Regions from separate parts of the Macaca mulatta genome. Here region 1 is linked to region 2. A link is a contact called in public Hi-C data. All regions are on one chromosome and are shown on one strand. Each heading gives the region's core, a stretch centred on a gene start, on an enhancer-like site or on the middle of the called end of the contact. The rest is flanking DNA. Distances are from core to core; before and after follow the strand shown.

Region 1 (5,277 bases), core at 443-2,942, 130 kb after region 2:
ACTTAAAAAAATAAACTCTATTCTAACTGCCACAAGGGTTTTCTTTTTCTCTAGCATCTAAACAAACACTGGCCTCAAGATAACCAATATTGAAACAATTGCATCTTACTGGCTGCAAGACACTAATTAAATAATCCTCCACACCTACCCCTGTTCTATGAGCCATAATTACAGCTTTGACTGGACAAGAGACTGATTTTAATAACTTTCTCCTGATAAGAGACCACTGACCACAGACTGGTTCTGGCCGGTTTACAGAGGCTGTGGCACTGAGCGCCTTCATGTCTTCTGTTTCACCTTTTGACATACAGGGCCTAAATATAATACATTTAATTGTTAAGTCTCCACCTCAAAGTGAACATGAGACATAGGCAACATGCATGTTTATATGTTTAAAAGCATGTTTGCTTACTAAACATGCATGTTGTATATGTCCCATGTGCACTTTGATGTGAAAACTTAACCCACCTGCTTCAGAAATATGCATAGCTCATGTACCCCTTGCTTCAGGAATATTCGTAGTTCCTCCTATAACTTGTTGAATATGTATATTTGGCCAACTCATTCAGCATAAATTCCTGTTCCACCCTTACCTCCCTCAGAGTGCCTGCTTTTTATCTCTGTCAGAGGCTACACTTCCCAGCCTGTCAAGAAGTCCAGCCTGCAGCTGTAACCCTTTATAAGAAATGAAGTTCTCCTTTCCAAATTTATGAACCTCAGGATTGTTTGTCTCCTATCACACTCAATATAAAATATCTGAATTCCTTATCTCAGTAAACAAAGCATCACATAATCTGGCCCTTGCCTATTTCTCTTACATCATCTTACCTGTAAAGCTCCAGCCACACAGTTTTTTCTTTCTTTTTTGAATATGCTAAGCTAATGTCTATGGACCTTTGCAGTAACTTCAAGTGTTTCCTCTTAGAGCTCTTGGAATGACTGGGTCTTTTTTGTTAGTCACCGAGTCAGTCATTCTTTATCATCACAATATTTTAAGTTTCTGCAAGCCACCTATCTAATATGGACATGTTTTCCTTGCTTATGTATTTATTTCTTATTGTCTGCTTTCACTCTTCAGCCAGACTGTCAGCTTCATGAAGGCAAGGGCTTGTTATCTTGTTCTGTGCACTAACCTCCATTTCTGGAATAGTGCCTAGCAAATAATAGGCACTCAGTGAATCTTTGTTAAAGTTATTGATTTTTATCTTCAAAGAGCTGACATATCTGGTTGTATATCAAATATAATAAATGAAAAGTTAAATACATACGGCAACAAACAGAAGAGATGTATATGTAAGTACTACAAAAAGCATTGATTTTGTTAAAAATGAAAAGGTAGTAGGTTCTAAAAGCCAGTTTTGACTAAGGGAGGGCGGAAGTCACGGAGGTGAGGGGAAGACAGAGGAGGGAGGGAGAGCAGAACTAGTAGACAGAGGATTTGTGCACCAACTTGAGTGCTTGCACAAGTTTTGCAAAGGAGACCTAGCTTGCCCAAAGCGGAAATTCTCCAAAACTGGAGCTTGCAGGGAATGATAGTGGGCTGAAATATTTTGAGGTACAACTTTCCACTCCCAAAGATGCTTGCTATACCCTCCCACTCCCCACTCTGGCCTTTCCTTGGCTTGGCTTTTTTTTTAGAAAAAAAAAAAAAAAACCCCAAAAACTAAGCAGGTTTCTTTAGAAAAAAAAAGAGGAAGTTCATAAAGAGTGTTTGTGGTAGTAGGGGGTGGGGTGGAGTGAGGAGTGAGGAGGCCACCTCCCATGGAATCCTTAGTCTTGGATTTGTAAACCACGCAAAGGGGCTGTTTTAGCACAGCTGCTAAAATAGGCCAGGCCTGCAGGATATACGGGTATGTCTAGTTTCTACAGAACTTTTGTTTTTCTAAACTCTTTCTTCCTTTTCCCAAATCTGGCAAGCGTTAGTCATCTTCAACTCGGCAGAAACCCACAAGTGTGCGTGTGTAGCTTGGAGGCTTCAGCTGGGGACCCGCCCTCGTCCCCGGGCGCACACTGACACACGCAGCCTAGACCTGGCCCGAGCGCGCTCCTGGCCTCGGCGTGGCTTCTCTCCAGCCGGGAGTCCCAGGGCCAGCTAGCCTCCTCCCCTAAAGGGGACGGCCCGTCAGCGCAGTGCCAGAGTCCAGCACCGGGAGGAAAGTTTCGGAGTGCGGAGGGAGTTGGGGTTGCCGGAGGAAGGGAGCGGGAGGAGAAGGATCTCCACTCCTAGTTTGTTCTGCCGTTGCCGCGTCCCAGGGACCCCTTGTCCCGAAGCGCACGGCAGCGGGGGAACTTCAGCCCTCCGGGCGGGGTGGGCTCCAGGTCCGGGTCCGAGGCGGGCGCTGGAGGCTCGGCCCGAGGCCGGAGAGGAACTCATCTCGCGAGCTGTCGCCGTGGGCCCGCATTGTCTGCAGGAACTCTCCGGAATCGGGAGGGGGAGGACTGGATCGCGCTTCCACTGGGATTCGTCAAGAGTTCCGGCGGCAGCTGCGGCGGTGGCGGAGACTGCCTTTGTCCTCTCAGGACCTCCCTCTCTCCCTCCCTCTGTCAGCTGGTGGGTCCCGTTGCCGCAGGCGCCGGCGCCTCAGCTGCTCGCCGCCCCCCACCCCAGAGTGCGTCCCGGGTGACTCCCGGCACCTTTGCGACCCTCCCGAGCTGAAGAGACTGCGAGCGGGAGGGATTCTCAGGTCCCCGGCCGCAGGATGGTGGCGGAGCGGTCCCGGGCCCGCAGCCTCGGGAGCTGGCTGTTCCCCGGGCTGTGGCTGTTGGCGCTCAGCGGTCCCGGGGGGCTGCTGCGCGCCCAGGAGCAGCCCTCCTGCAGAAGAGCCTTTGATCTCTACTTCGTCCTGGACAAGTGAGTGTGCGAGGGACGTCCAGGGTCTCCTGGTGACGGCTGCACTGGATCAGCTGGGGCTGAGGCTGAGATGCGTGTGCGCGCCCCGGGGAGTGGTGTTGGAAACCCGCGGAGGGGTGCCCTGTTGCTGTCTTCTTCCAAAGGGCAAGCGGTTCGGATCTGTGTAGGCGGAGATCAGTGGGGTGGGAGGTAGTGATTGGAGCCGTGGGCTACTTGGCTCTTTGGGGAGTTAGGGTATTCACTGTTTGCCAGTCTTTGGGCCTCTTGGGAAATGGGAATGTGGCCTGTTGCGGGCCAGCTCCATCGGCCACTTAGTCCTTACCCACTTCCTCGACCCCCGCTCGTATGCAGGCTAAAGTTTGCCTGGTTTTATCCTAATCATAGCGCTTTCATTGGAGCCAGGAAAAGCCTAGGGTTAACATGCCCAATGTGGTTTGCATTTCCTGCGAAGTAAGGTTTCTGTGTTTACTCTGAAGAGCTGGGTTCCACTATAAACAATTAGCAGGCAGGTATTGCCCCCAGAAAATGAGCGGACTACTACTACTTCTTCTTCTTCTTCTTTTTTTTTTTTAGATGGAGTCTCGCTCTGGGGCTGACTTCTTTAACTCTTGGTAGCACCAAAGTTTCAGCTACAGATACCCTTACTTAGCTTGACAAAGAGGCCAGGTGCCCCCATGTTCGTGACATTGAAGAAGGAACCATTTCAACATGTTTACTTTTCAGTTCCGTGTTTTGTTTCTCTGATCAGTTCAATTTCATCTTTCAGGTCTGGGAGTGTGGCAAATAACTGGATTGAAATTTACAATTTCGTCCAGCAACTTGCGGAGAGATTTGTGAGGTATCTTTCTTATTTTACTTTTCTAGGCAGTGGAGAAGTAGAGCAAAGTGTAGAATTTCCCTTTTCTGAAACCTTTTATGGGAAAAACTTTTCCTGAAATGTTACTTTTAAGTGCCTCAAGGTCGTTATTGCACACATGGTGTTATTAGGACAGCCCTTCAATCCTTGAGGGATTATTTCATCTGGATCCCAGAAACTTGGCTCAGACTCCAAGGAAGCATCTTCAAATACTCTTCCAAATGTCTTTTTCTTTCCGAATTTTCATCTGTTTTGAATTTCAGTTATGCTTTCTCATAATTTATCACATTAAAAAATAAATTTTATGCGAATAGTATCCATAATATATTTTCCTTTCCACACATTTCTTAGCATTATAGAAGTCCTCATTAAAACAAACAAAAAGTGTTGGAAAACTTCAAATGAACATGTGTTAATAACCCACTACCAGAAAAGGCACTTGTGTGTGTGTTTAAAGCAACGACTTGTGTTTACACAATGTGTGGGTGTGTGGTTGGTTTAAAATTTAACTGTTCTATATATGCAATAAGCATCACCAGGAAAGACTGGTTTCCTCTCCTATAAAAAGCATTACTGGTATGAAATCCAGCTTACTCTCTTATTTAGAGGTAACTAGGAATTAGTGGCATCTCCGATTTAAAAATAACCTCAGGACCTCAGGACACTAGGCTTTTGAGGCGTTTTCCTTCTTTTTTTTTTTTTTTAAAGAAAAAATGCAATGAGCAAACACAAGTTTATCAAGATAATGGAAAGGACATGAATAGGAACTGTATCATTAAATATTGCTTCTTTCAGTCTTGTTAGCCCAAATGTTTTCTGTAAAACAGGCTTGGATGATCAAAACATTTTGAAAGTCATGTTGCAAGTAACTTCAAACAATCTGTAGAGGCCTAGGCAATCCTTGCTTTCAGTTATTGGCAGCAGTAAAGTTATCCCTATAAAAATGTATGCCTGTCCATGTTCAATCATCAGTCCCTTGCTTAAGAAGCCAAGTTTAACACTCATTTCTGGACAGGGTCTGAGGTAAAGCTGTCTAGGAAAGAAAAACAAACAAGATCCTATATCCTTAAATGTCAAAGGCAGAACAAACAGTTGTTTATAAATTTTCTAATTTAATCCTTCAATGTGCAAAGGGTGTCATGTAGATTCTGATCAAAAGCAATGAATCACATCACTACAACATTTTAAAGAAGCAAGCTCTTATCTTACTCATTGATCTGGTTTTTAAGTTGGAATTCTATAATACACAGTTGTCTGGCTCAAGCCTAGTTGCTCAGTTACTAACAATATATTGTAGGAAGTGAATAAGGGGTGACTAATGAAGAGACTGACTTTTATAACATGTAGAAGCCTTTGAGAGCATTCTGGTTTTCAGTTTATAGATTCTAGTTTCATATCTTCAGTTTTGGACCTTAGTAATAGTTGCAGAGAGTGTCTGAGAAGCAAGAGCCATTCTGTGAGAGAAATGCCTAAAACTTGAAAGAAATAGCTGACTGGGGCACTTGTTGCCAATGGAAAATAGGATGCTTGAGACTTAGAAAATAAAAAATGCCTAAGCAGAAAGTGATTT
Region 2 (5,849 bases), core at 186-2,685:
ATTGCTTAGTATTTCAAACTAATCAAAAGATTCCTCCAAGTTTGTTGTTCCCTGATAATGTCACCGTTGGCAATTATTTATGTATGTTTTGTATAATTAAAGTAACAGGAAAGAGTAGATCTAATTCTTTTCCTGCAAAGCTGTTCATTATGGAATAATATCAGTGACGTCTGTTTTTATTTTAATTTATATTAACCAATTAACCTTACACGTGTGACTACAAGGTGTGCTTTTTCCCCCCCATTCCAGCTAACATAGCCTAAAACTTTGGTTCGTCTCATTTTCCATTCATCCTCTTGCATCCCCCAAATGTCAAGTGTTGGGCTGTATCTACCAGACAGCAGAAATAAGGGAAAATATCCATAAAGAAGAAACTTTATTATTCTACATCATCTATCCCTGGACATTTTTACCCCATACAAGGTAGACATCCTGATTTTTCATTTCAAATTAAAATACATTTTAAAAAACCCATAACCTCTCATCTCATTTTCAACGGAATCCTATTCTCCTCTTTTCAATTTCCTTCAATTCAGCGTTTTATGCCCCAATTTCTCTCTTCCTTTTAAAAATCTCTTTCACACAAGCATTTCATTGTGCTGGGAGGTCGCCCCCGTCACTTCGGGCAACAGCAGGGACACAGTCATTAAAATGCAGTTCTACCTAACAATACGGTGAAAAGGTCCTCACTCCGCCGCGCTAATAGCGGTCGGAGTCGCCGCGCCAGCCGCCACGAGCCTCAAGCCCATCACAATAACTGCTGGGCAAGAGCCTAGGAGCGCCCGCCCGCGTGCGGTCGCCTTTGCCACCCAACGTTTCACAGCTCCGTGCCCCGCTCTGGGCCCAGGTTCTTATCCGCCTGCCCTGGGAATATGCCCCAGAGCCGGCGGGGCTTTCTGAAAGCCGGTCGCTGCTGCCCGCCGCTAGCCCGTCCCTCTAGTCAGGCATTGTCTGGCGGCCGCGCGCTCCCCAGTCCCTGGCTTCTCCGGCAAAGTGCTCCCCACCCGCTCCTCCTTTTGTACAATATTCCTGGCAGTAGAGAGCCCCTCAAGAATTATTTTTCTCTCTCTTCTGGATAATAAGGAGACGGAAGACAAAATTTTCTACTCTTTCCACCAAACTGCCTTCCTCCCATCCCCCTCCCACATCAATGCAAATAGACTTACCAGGAATAAGGTCAGTATAGACTCTACCAAATAAGGCCACCTGGAACCCGGAAGATGCAATCGAGTGTTTCTTTTTGCCTATTGTATCAGTGTATTTCCATGTCAAGAGGTGTTGGTGTTGCCGTCTTTTAGGCTTTTCCTAAAGAGATAAGAGAGAGATGGAGAGATGGGGAGAAAAAGATTGGGGGGTGGAGGGAGGCAGGGAGAGAGAGAGAGAGAGGGAGACGGAGAAACGGAGAGAGTTGTACAGATGGACCCGATGCAGTGACTGACTGGCACGCAGACACACACTTTTTGTTTGCTGCACATAATCTGCCCAATGACGCGTGACAGCCCACGTCCCCTCCCTTTAACTCTTTGCTGGGCCAGGAGCTCCCTCCGGCGCCGCCTGCCTCGCAGCTTTTTCCCCCGGCCTGCCCGCGCCCCGCAGATCATGAGCGCCTACCCCGGGTGGCAACGCCTCTCAGAGAGCGTCCCGGCCCGCCTCTTCCTAAAGCTCGGGCCCTCTGGGACGGCTAGGAGGGGAAAATCGTTTCAGGATTGGAAAGGAAGGTACCAAAAGGATTGGAGAGGGCCTTTCCCCGTTTCACTAGGCACTTGGAGAAGCTATGACAGAGAGCTGGACACCCAGCGCGTGCGGACCCCGAGCGTATTTCCCCGGAGTCCACGTTCCGTGAAAGGGAGAGGGGTGCGGTTAGCCCCAGGGATACTCTAGCCCTGGAGCCACCGCTGATTTGCGCCGCTAGTTGCCTGAGGTTGATAAAGGGGCGTCGTCTCTCTTCAGGAGCACCAACACTACCAAGCTTCCCCCTGCAAAATTCAGAAAGGATGCGCTTTGGTAAGAACTTGACTCAGCCTTCCCATGGCTCGGGAGATGAGGTTGGAGTGAGAATGTCACCAGACCTCGGAAGGGGACATAACGGTACCTCCCAGTCCCAGGACACGGGTACGTGGGCGGAGGTGGGGTGCCGGAGGTTGGTGGGAAGAGCGCAGGTTAGTGGACTCAAACAGTTCCTGGTTTTTTTGTTTGTTTGTTTGTGTTTTTTTTTTGCCCTCTGCTTCGTGCAGAATCTGCACAGCCCCAGAGGGAGTCCTATAATGGGTGCTGTTGGCACTCTGAGGTCTTGGGGTTGCGAGGCAAGGGTGATTCAAAATAAAAATGATTATCAAGATGGGCTCCGGAAAGCTTTTCGCATCCAGCGGGTGGTGGAGGAGGGGATGGAGTTGCCAAGGCCGTCTCGGGAGCCTCGTTTGTGCGCTAAGCCACTTAGAGGCGCTGACTTGCCCCTTTAGTGCAGCAGCTGATGCTAATGACTTGAGGTCTTTAACAGCCTGCAAGTTGACTCCTTCAACGGGGCTGCAACACCATTTCGCTGGGGGATCTCGGGCTTCTTTTTCACAGTTCAATTCTCTACTCCTAAGGGAAGAAAGGCCTTTGAGTGGTATAGATTGTTTCTCAACTTCTTCAGCCCCACCCACACCACCACTACTTTGAAGTGGGCAATCTGTCAGCATTAGGATAAATCGGATTGTGCAGCTGGCTAAAGTGGAGGAGGTACAACCACAACTTAAGGAGATAGCCTCCTTGGTGTTGTTTTTCCTTGTTGTTGTTGTTGAAATAATGTATTTGGGGAGTTGGCAAAAAGCAGCTTACCATGTTAGTTTGATCCTCTCCCAGCTTTGAGACCCTTCTCTGGAACTCAGTGGAGTATGGAGGCTTGGACAGCCTGGTGACTGCAGTCCCAGGAGGCCAGGGGAGGATTTTCCTGAGGAGAAACAAGTGCAAGGACTTTCCCATGAAGTTCATTTTCTTCCTTGTTCTCCCTCTCTCTCTCTCCCCCTCCCGCCCCTGTGTGTGTGTGTGTGTGTGTGTGTGTGTGTGTTTCCTTCTCTTTTCTGGTCAGTACCCCATGCAAGTTCTGAATTGCTGCCTAGAACTAAGCTGAAATTCACAGAAGGAAGGGCTGTCAAATCCCCATATTTTGAGAGAAAGTGGGGGAATTCCTTAGTTTTCAGGTTAGCTACTGACTTTTCAAAGAAAGCTTCTTGAAGTGCAGTTTTACGTACTTTGGCTATGTGCAATTTTATGTACTTCAGCTAAGGGTGACTCCTAATGATCAAGGCTTAGTGCAATGAGGGCTCTCTTACATGTCTGTATATAAGAATCTGCAGCTGTACTGAGCTACCAATTGTCTTATAACTGATTGCTCCACTGAATACTAGATTCACTTCTTTCTCTCTCTCTCTCTCTCCACACACACACACACACACACACACACACACACACACACAAAAAAAAAAAAAAAAAAAAAGCATGGACACACTGTCCCCTAATACTTCTTTAAAGAATGGGTGGAAGAATTAGAAATGTGAAAATAATGTCTCAAACATCTGGAAAATAAACCTCAGGTTTGAAGAATAGTGGCCAGAAACGTAAGTTAATTCCGAGTAGAAGAAAGAAGAAAAGTAAAGGGCAGAAGAGGCATGGTTGTAAACAACTTCCAGTTAATAAAGAAAAGTAGCCATAAGAGAGTCATGCGGTCCCTTAGAAACTACAGACTGATAAATGCAATATGGTGTGTGAGGAATGGTGTTTAAGAACATAATTTCATTAATCTGTTGAACAGAACACTCCTTAGTGCTTTCTTTTGCTGTTATTTAGAGCATTGGAAGTTTATCTTTCAGGAAAAGTCATCTGTCCATGCAAAGCATTAAAAAATTACCTTACATATTGTAAATATATAAGCCTCTACTCCAGAATGTGGACATTTAGAAAATAAACTCTAAATGGAAGGCATTTTTCTTGTGCCTGGCCTTTCTCTTATTAGATATAGAGACCATTTAAACTATGTTTCTTTTGAGGTACTAAAACCTTGACTCCAGTTTGTATAAAATAATGTTTTTGATACTTAAGTTCAGGGTGGAACAGCTTGACCTTTTTAAGTCTCAAGCTAGAAAACAGCGACGATTTTATACATCTGAGAAGGGAGTGATTTATTGAGAAACTGGCCAACAGATGCTTCATTTCAGTTTTACTTTTTTAACCTCTAATTAATGTTTTTCCTACTGCTTTCAGATAAAGATCCTTAAATATCAGAATTTCTCACATTTTATGAATCTGACCTACCCTTCTTATTATGAGTTAAATAACTGACATAACAAAACAATATAAGTAAGATTAAATCAAAGTTCTTACTTGGAGAGTTTTCTAGTAATTTAAGTGGTACACATTTTGCTTGGTAATATAAATGTCCTAAATGACAATCATTAATAGGGGATAAAGAAAATCTACAAATTATTTTTTTTCCTGTAGAAATTTATGGGCTAAAATGGTACATAAACTACTTTGAAATCACTCTGCATTAATACTTACTGGAATTCACTGATACTAAATGAAGGGTTGAGGCATTTATTCAGCCTCAGACAGTACTATAAAAATGTACCTAGTCAACAGTTTTATGTAATTCACATGGAACAATGGGTTTATGCATATATTTGGAGCTCTCTTCCCTAGGATTTTATTTCCAATTAAGTAATTAGAAGAATGACAATGAAGAGTGGGCATGCTCACCTTGTTCCACTTTAGCAAGGCTCTTTGGAGTCCTGGCAAAAATACACATGTAGGAAACTGTAGTGTTATTTTGGAAGAGTGGGCTGGAGAGAGGTTGATAAATGATACCCGAGGTGCCTTTTATGACCAAAGTGAGAGGGTGGAGGAAGGGTAAGAAAGGGAATTTTAATTCTTAGTGAGTATTAGAATGGGAATACCCTTTTTCTTCCCAGGGTTGAAAAATGGAGCCCAAAATATTTCAACTTCTTTGATAAGAGGCAGGTAACATCTCCAAGAATAATTCACACAAAGATTATTATCCTATGAGAATGAAAACATACTGATTTTCTTTTTCTATATCTTTCTAGGTTCTGGTTTACCCACCTCTAACTCTATTGCCAAAGCACTACGCCAGCAAAGGCTTGATTGTCAAAAGAGTATGGCAATTCATGGTGAAAGGGGGGAAAAAAACCCACACACTGGAAGATAAGAGGATGCTAATGGAGCAGACAGTGGCAGCTCCTTCCTAAGCTTATTAATTTCCCACAGGGAGGTCTCTGGAAGGGGCTTTGAGGGTTGAGGGAGGCAGAGAATAGATCTTCAAGGAGGAGAATTGCATTACCTAGCCTCACCATTCAAAATAAGGAACTTTTTAGGGGATAAACCTTATTGACTACTTGTACATGAAAGAGAAACAGAAATGATGGGCTGGTCAATTAAGAAAAACACCAGGCCTGTGCAAAAAATGTTGTTCAGAGGGTTGTTAACTCATTTTCTACCACTTTGCCTTTATCAAGAGAATGATACATGGTGGGTTTTTTAAAAAGACCCAGAGGAGTTTGTTTGTTTGTTTGTTTGTTTTACATCTTGGTGAGAAGAGGCATGCTTCTGAGTTGGATAAACAATGATGTGAAGGAGTGGGATGTGGGGAGGGGTACTTGTTTTTTATAAGTATACACTGCAAACTCAGTTTGGGTCTGTTCCTCACACTAAGTATTGTAGTTGGCTCACTGGGTATTACATAAGCAAATGTTTTCCAGGCTGACCCTGGGAAAGCCAGAGACTTAGAGTTGGGTAATTTTGTAGCCTGTGAGGAAGGACTTCAGGATCCCAACTGTAGGGATCATTACTCC

The links. A called contact is a pair of places that touch in the nucleus more often than the background predicts.
Region 1: a contact with region 2 is called in a Hi-C map of liver, with 1.9 times the contacts expected there. The contact joins the promoter of ANTXR2 here to the promoter of PRDM8 in region 2. A contact is called at or near these places in 4 of 14 Hi-C or Micro-C datasets (CD4 T cells, fetal cortex germinal zone, fetal cortical plate and 1 more).

What each region holds. Positions count from the first base shown.
Region 1 is chr5:53,731,927-53,737,203 of T2T-MMU8v2.0, forward strand. It overlaps ANTXR2 (ANTXR cell adhesion molecule 2), which reads left to right and starts at 1,693. Exons shown (of 17, transcript XM_015138456.3): 1 at 1,693-2,851; 2 at 3,618-3,689. The coding sequence starts at 2,700. It also overlaps the pseudogene LOC697531.
Region 2 is chr5:53,605,464-53,611,312 of T2T-MMU8v2.0, forward strand. PRDM8 (PR/SET domain 8) reads right to left here and starts at 1,436. Exons shown (of 5, transcript XM_078002643.1): 1 at 1,167-1,436. LOC144340976 reads right to left here. Exons shown (of 4, transcript XM_078002644.1): 3 at 2,821-2,932; 4 at 2,308-2,583. The coding sequence ends at 2,578.